Regions from separate parts of the Triticum aestivum genome. Here region 1 is linked to region 2. A link is a contact called in public Hi-C data. All regions are on one chromosome and are shown on one strand. Each heading gives the region's core, a stretch centred on a gene start, on an enhancer-like site or on the middle of the called end of the contact. The rest is flanking DNA. Distances are from core to core; before and after follow the strand shown.

Region 1 (2,967 bases), core at 123-2,622, 42 kb before region 2:
AGGGACTGGAATCAGCAAACAAATTTTCTGACGAAACAACCAACCGCGGCATGCTATTTATTGACAAAGAAATCTCGCGTTCCAAACGGGGCCTTTACGGGTAACAGAAAAAGAAACTGTGGGACATTCATTGAAGACAAACCTCATATGTCATGTTGTCTGGATCAACATCGTCGTTGGTGTCGTCGTTGTCATCATCATCATCCTGCCTAGCAGTCTGCAAACCGGTCTTGGAATTTTTAGTTTGATGCAAGCTGCAGATAACTAGCTTAACAAGCAAGCAACTACAAATATTGGTTCCTATAATAAATCACCTCCTCTTCGTCGCCGCGGTCATCGTCATCATCGGTGTCAGATGGGGAAGGCACACAGCTTATATCTGAATTTAAGCCACACAAGACACCAATATATCAGATGATGATCAGCAAACATCATGTGCCTTGGCTGAACTGAATCAAAAGCATCGCGTACCGTCTTGTTCGTCGTCGTTGGGAGGCGTGTCCACATCCAGATCTTCCATCTCCTGCAGCATCCTGGCGTATTTGAGGTCAGCTGCGATCTGTTCATCTGAAGTTCCTGAGGTTTCTGCTGCTGTGCCACGGCTGCTCTCCCCATGGCAGCAATGCATGCTCCAGGATGCACCAGGGGCCCCTGTGCCGAAGGATTGGTGCAGGCCCTCCTAAGAAAACAAATGAGAACTGTTAATTAAAAAAAAGGTTTCAGTTGACCACAGAATTTTTCTTGAAAAGTGCAGATGCTAATATGAAGCGTACCTGGTGTTGAAGAACATCACCGATCACATACTCGAGGAAGTCATCGTGGTTGGCATCGTCCCCGGCGGTGCTGCTGTAGTGCACGGTGATCCTCCGAAAGGCGCCAGGCGGCCCGACGGTGGCCATGGCCGCCGGCGTCAGGCAGCAACCACCGGTTAGTTACCTACAACAACCTCCAGTGTTAGTTGGGATCAAAGATAGTTTCTGATTAAGAAGCAGGTTCATTCCAACCTCCTTGATGGAGCATGACAATTCTGCTTCCAAAAAAGGAAAGAAAAAGAATTCTCTGTCTCTTTCTTTAGAACAAGCAAAAGAAGTAGCAGTAATAATTTCTGAGGAGGATCTTTCGTTCGGAAGACCGAAGGCGCAGAGCGGAAGCGAAGCGCAGAGCTCCGTTGCGATGAAGAGGAGAAAAGGGAGGAAGGGGGAAGAATCATGAACAGGAGGATTGGTTGGAAGAGATGCTTACTTTTTTCTCCGTTTCTTCAGAGCCTGATGATGATCTCCCTTTCCTGCTCTTCTCCTGTGTTCTCTTCTCTTCTCCCAGCTGAGCTCTCACCTTCTCAAGGTTGGATGGTTGGGTGCTTTGTTAATGAGGGGGTGGTTGGTTGGTTAGCTGCCTCCAAAGTGCTTACTTATATATACGCGGACCGCCCGCTCTCGCCGTCTCTGTTTTTTCTAGAAAAAAGAGCTGTGGAGGAGGCCCCGACGGTATATAAATTTATGAACAAATTATAAATATATGCAAAGGGAGAGGCGCGGGAAATGTACAAAATGTGTAGAGGGAGAAAGAGGCTAGGCCTAAAGATAATCCTCCTGTCTCTGTTCACTGCATACCCCAACTGAACTAACTGTTGAGGAGCTTTCATCTCAGATTTTGTGATCTGCCTTTATTTTTTCTTCCTCCTTCCTTTCTTTTTACCTCTACATATGTTAACCACATTCTTTTTTATAAACATATGCACTAGGAATTCCTGGTATTTCCCATCAATGAAAAAACTAATTATAGATTAACACATGTATTAGGTCAGAAAGAGATCTGACTTAGGCCTGAAGATATCCTGTCCCTATCCTTCACAGGTGGCAAGCAAGAGGTTCACTGCATACTCCAACTGAACTAAATTATAGTGTTCAACTCAGGATTGTCTTGTTAACCAGTTGTTATGCATGATAATTGCGCTTAAGGTCATGCCGGTTCCAGTTGTGAACAGCTGCATGATCACAACTGGCTTATCCTGACCTCACTTCGATGACTTGGCACGGCTGCGTCATCAGGCGGGTCGTCGACGTCGCTGTTCGTTGCAGCACCGGCGTCGACTCCAAAGTCTCCTCTCCTGACTGTAATGATCATCATCCACCACATGCTGCTTAATTTTGAGGCTTTATTATTTGTTTAGTTTAGCGGTAGTTGTGGCTCCTGTTGTTGTTAACTAGACGCGTCACATGGGGCTGAATTCAGACAGAGATTTTATGCTCTTGGGATCATAATAAAAACCGCCTGTAGCTTCCTTGGAACTGCAAAATAATGGCAATAATGCAGACAACCCTCTGAATCTAGGAGCATGTTCATGGACCTGCATCTGACCACATATTTTTATCCTCTTATATGAGACAGTATAGAACAACACCGTAATATACGGTTCCTAATTACATGATTAGCTCCATCCAGGTCATGTGCAAACACACTTGGTTAAGAAGTTTGCTATGTTCAATGCTGATCTGCCACTGGGTGCTACAAGTGTATGGAGAATCTTGACAGGTTCAAACCAGAGACTGACATGATTATTAACACACATGATTAGGTAGCTATCCCTTTCGCGGCCCCTCCCTCGCCCAATCAGCACCGGTCTTATGTGGCTAAGAGCACCGACCACGCAACCGATTTCGACATCTCGTGTCAAAGAAATCTTTGTGGGACAGATTTTCTGAGCAGTGTTGATCTCAACTTCTCAAGTGTCGACACCGGAAGATTGGGTGCCAAGAAAAATGGCAAGGACTTGGGGCTCAGGGTCAACAGTTAAGTAATGGTGATGAGTGATGGAGGATGCCAATCTGATTCAGCTATGCTCCTAATACAAGTGGTAAGAGGCAAGATGTATGAGATCATAGCTACCTGCTGATGTGCATAGCCTAGTATTATATGGGCAGTGAGGATGTCAAGCTGATTAGGCTCCTTGTGTTCCTAGTTCAAGCT
Region 2 (2,802 bases), core at 246-2,745:
ACCTTGAATGGAGCTGCTCTTCTTCAGTCACTTTTTGACTGTCTACCTGAATCCTCAACTTTAATTTTACCAGCGTGCTCCTGGTTCTGGGCTCAGTGGGCAGTATCTGAACATATATTCCTCACGATTCCCACACTTGGTGCTCGAGGTTGGGGTTGAGTGCGTTAGCAAAACAAAAAACAATTGCCAGAGCTTTAGCAAAAGTGCACAAAAATTATACATGCGTGGCTAAGAAAGATCACCGGCCACGCTAGATATCGACGTCGAGCAAACCTTTGCGGCCGGCCGTCTTTGGAGAAGATTGCGTGCCACGAAAGAGGCCAAGGACTTGGGGTCAAGCAACCAACCGAGCAGTGGATGACGGCAAGCTGATTGCGTTCTTAATTCAGGCTGACAGGGACAACACACGGTAGTAATTTTTTGTGTTAGTTGGTGGGGATAGATAATTACCGTCTGAAGTAAGTCGGAGCCCGTCCGCGAGCGCGACGTCCTTGTGATCCGATGGCTCGATTCCTACGTGATGTGAAAATGACCCGAATGGAATTTGTTCATCTTCCCAGTCACCTTTGCCTGTCTATCTATCTATCTGAATCCTCAGCATTGACATGTGTGCTCCCCTGTCTGTTTACGAGGAGAGGAGATTAATTGGGTGCCATGGAAAGGCCAAAAACAAGCAACCGAATGATGTGGAGGACCCTCAGCTCATTGTGTCCCTAGCTAATTCATTCAGGTTGGCAGGGACAAGACGTCGCGCTACGGTTTTGTGTCAGTTGGTGGAGATAATTACCATTTGTTGTAGTTTTGTGCATACACCCATAATTAGGCAGGGCTCCTGCAAGTCATAAGACGTTCCCGCGCTAGTTCTTCGGCATAGATAACCAAGGATAAAAAAGACACGGTTGCCAGAGTTATAGTTGCAGGTGCACATAAATTACCCGTGCGTTGCGTGGCTAAGAAGGGAAAGATCACCGGCCAAATCTGTGTGGCCGTCTTCTGAGAAGATTGCGCGCTGCGCACCAATGAGGCCAAAGACTTGGGTCAAGTCAACCGACCGAGCGATGAAGGACGTCAAGCTGATTCATTACACTTGTCTTCTTAATTCAGGTTGACGGGGACAACACATTGCACCTTTTTTTTGCGTGTTAGTTGGTGGGGATAGATAATTACCGTCTGTGCGTCCACCCGTGATTAAATTACCTAGGGGGAAAAATATCGACGGAGATGATGGCATCTTCTCCTTCTCCTTGGCTTTCCATCTGCCTATTTGGACAAGGTTTTAGCTGCTCTATTTTTCAGGACATGAGATGGTAACTTCCTCAGGTTGATCTATGTAACTCACCCATCGAGTGCTCTTCAGAAAATAAACCCCTAACTGCAAAAATAGCCTGAATGGAATTAAGTGTTATGCACAATATCACATGTGTCTGAATCCTCAGCATTGACCGGCGTCCTTGTGGAGTGTCCTGTCTGAACACACGTTCACACCTTGGGCAGATGACGACGCGACGGCTTTCGATATCTAGATTGATGTGCACAGCTGAATGCACGTAAAGGTTACTACTGTACTCCATCCGTCCGAAAATACTTCTGCTAGAAATGAATATATCTAGACTTTTTTTAGTTATGGATACAACTATTTTATCACAAGTATTTCCGGACGGAGGGAGTACTTGCTACGAGTCTCTTCCACGCGGGTTTCAGCTCGCATGCATGGCAAAAACAAGTTATCAAGTTTTCCTTTTGTGAATAACATGTGGATATAGCAAAATTTCTTTTACGGGTATAGCAAGTTATTTAGCTGAATGCAACAAAGCAGGCAGCACGACCGCTCAAGGTGAAGTAAACCAAAGCCCGCCCCGACATTTTGGTGCAGATAAACGGCCAAAGCACCGCCATCCGCACGACCCAAATTGCAAAAAAAAAAAGTTAAGAAAGAACACAATGAGCAATATATATTAAAAATATTGCCTTGAAATTTTAAATTCACAAACTATATCAAAATAAACATGACATAGAGCTAGGAAAACTATAGTACTACGTAAATACAAAAGCCATCGCTTTCAAATTTAATTTTCGTAGCGAAGGTGGAAACAAAGCTATGGCTGTGTGCATCACTTGATGCAGAGGCCCGGGGTAATTCTCTTTTTTGAAAAAACTGATGGCAACAAAGCTAGTGGAAACATGGTCGATAGGAGAGAAGCCCGCCACGTGCACAGTGGCCTGTGGCAAAAGGACCATGATTTAGCCCAGTGAGATCCCATACCCGCAATTGCTAGGGCTATGCCTCACTAGCTCCTCACCTCAAGCGAGCAGTAGGGTGGGCTAGCCCAATAACATGGAACCTTACATCGGTCTCGACCGGTTTGTTTAGGTTCCATGCCGGGTTTTTTCGTTTCCTTGTGTATTTTCTTTATGGTTTTCATTGGTTTCTCTTTCATTTTTTTTTCTATTTTACCCTTTTTCTCTGGTTTTCATTTGTATGATTTTTTTCAATTCTTTCCATTTTTTTTAATACATGTCCACTTTTTAACACACATATAAATTTTTTATACACATTAATTTTTTTTCAAATACATGATGAAGATTTTTTTGAATACAGCTTAATTTTTTTAAATATCTGTTGAACATTTTCAATGCTGTGATTTTTTTTAAAATTACACGTACATTGTATAAACATTTTTTAAAATGTCATAAACATATTTTGTAATTGTGTGAACATTTGTTTTACGAATTTCACATTCTTATAAATGGCACGAAACATTTTCTTACATTTTGCAAACATATAATTTACACTTTATATTC

Evidence for each region. A called contact is a pair of places that touch in the nucleus more often than the background predicts.
Region 1: a contact with region 2 is called in a Hi-C map of leaf, with 2.8 times the contacts expected there. The contact joins the promoter of LOC123148413 here to the enhancer-like site in region 2. A contact is called at or near these places in 2 of 5 Hi-C or Micro-C datasets (both in leaf).

The regions. Positions count from the first base shown.
Region 1 is chr7A:27,359,658-27,362,624 of IWGSC CS RefSeq v2.1, reverse strand. LOC123148413 (E3 ubiquitin ligase BIG BROTHER-related) reads right to left here and starts at 1,372. Exons shown (of 8, transcript XM_044567839.1): 1 at 1,243-1,372; 2 at 774-936; 3 at 472-679; 4 at 315-379; 5 at 143-217. The coding sequence starts at 899. It overlaps LOC123148415 (a long non-coding RNA gene), which reads left to right and starts at 794. Exons shown (of 3, transcript XR_006473820.1): 1 at 794-927.
Region 2 is chr7A:27,317,749-27,320,550 of IWGSC CS RefSeq v2.1, reverse strand. No RefSeq gene overlaps it. Among protein-coding and RNA genes, the nearest start is that of LOC123148413, 42 kb to the left of the region's middle. Within about 2 kb of position 1,495, at least 1 of the 8 cell types and tissues checked has an H3K27ac peak or open chromatin away from gene starts, as enhancers often do. A contact at or near this core is called in leaf, where this site is marked.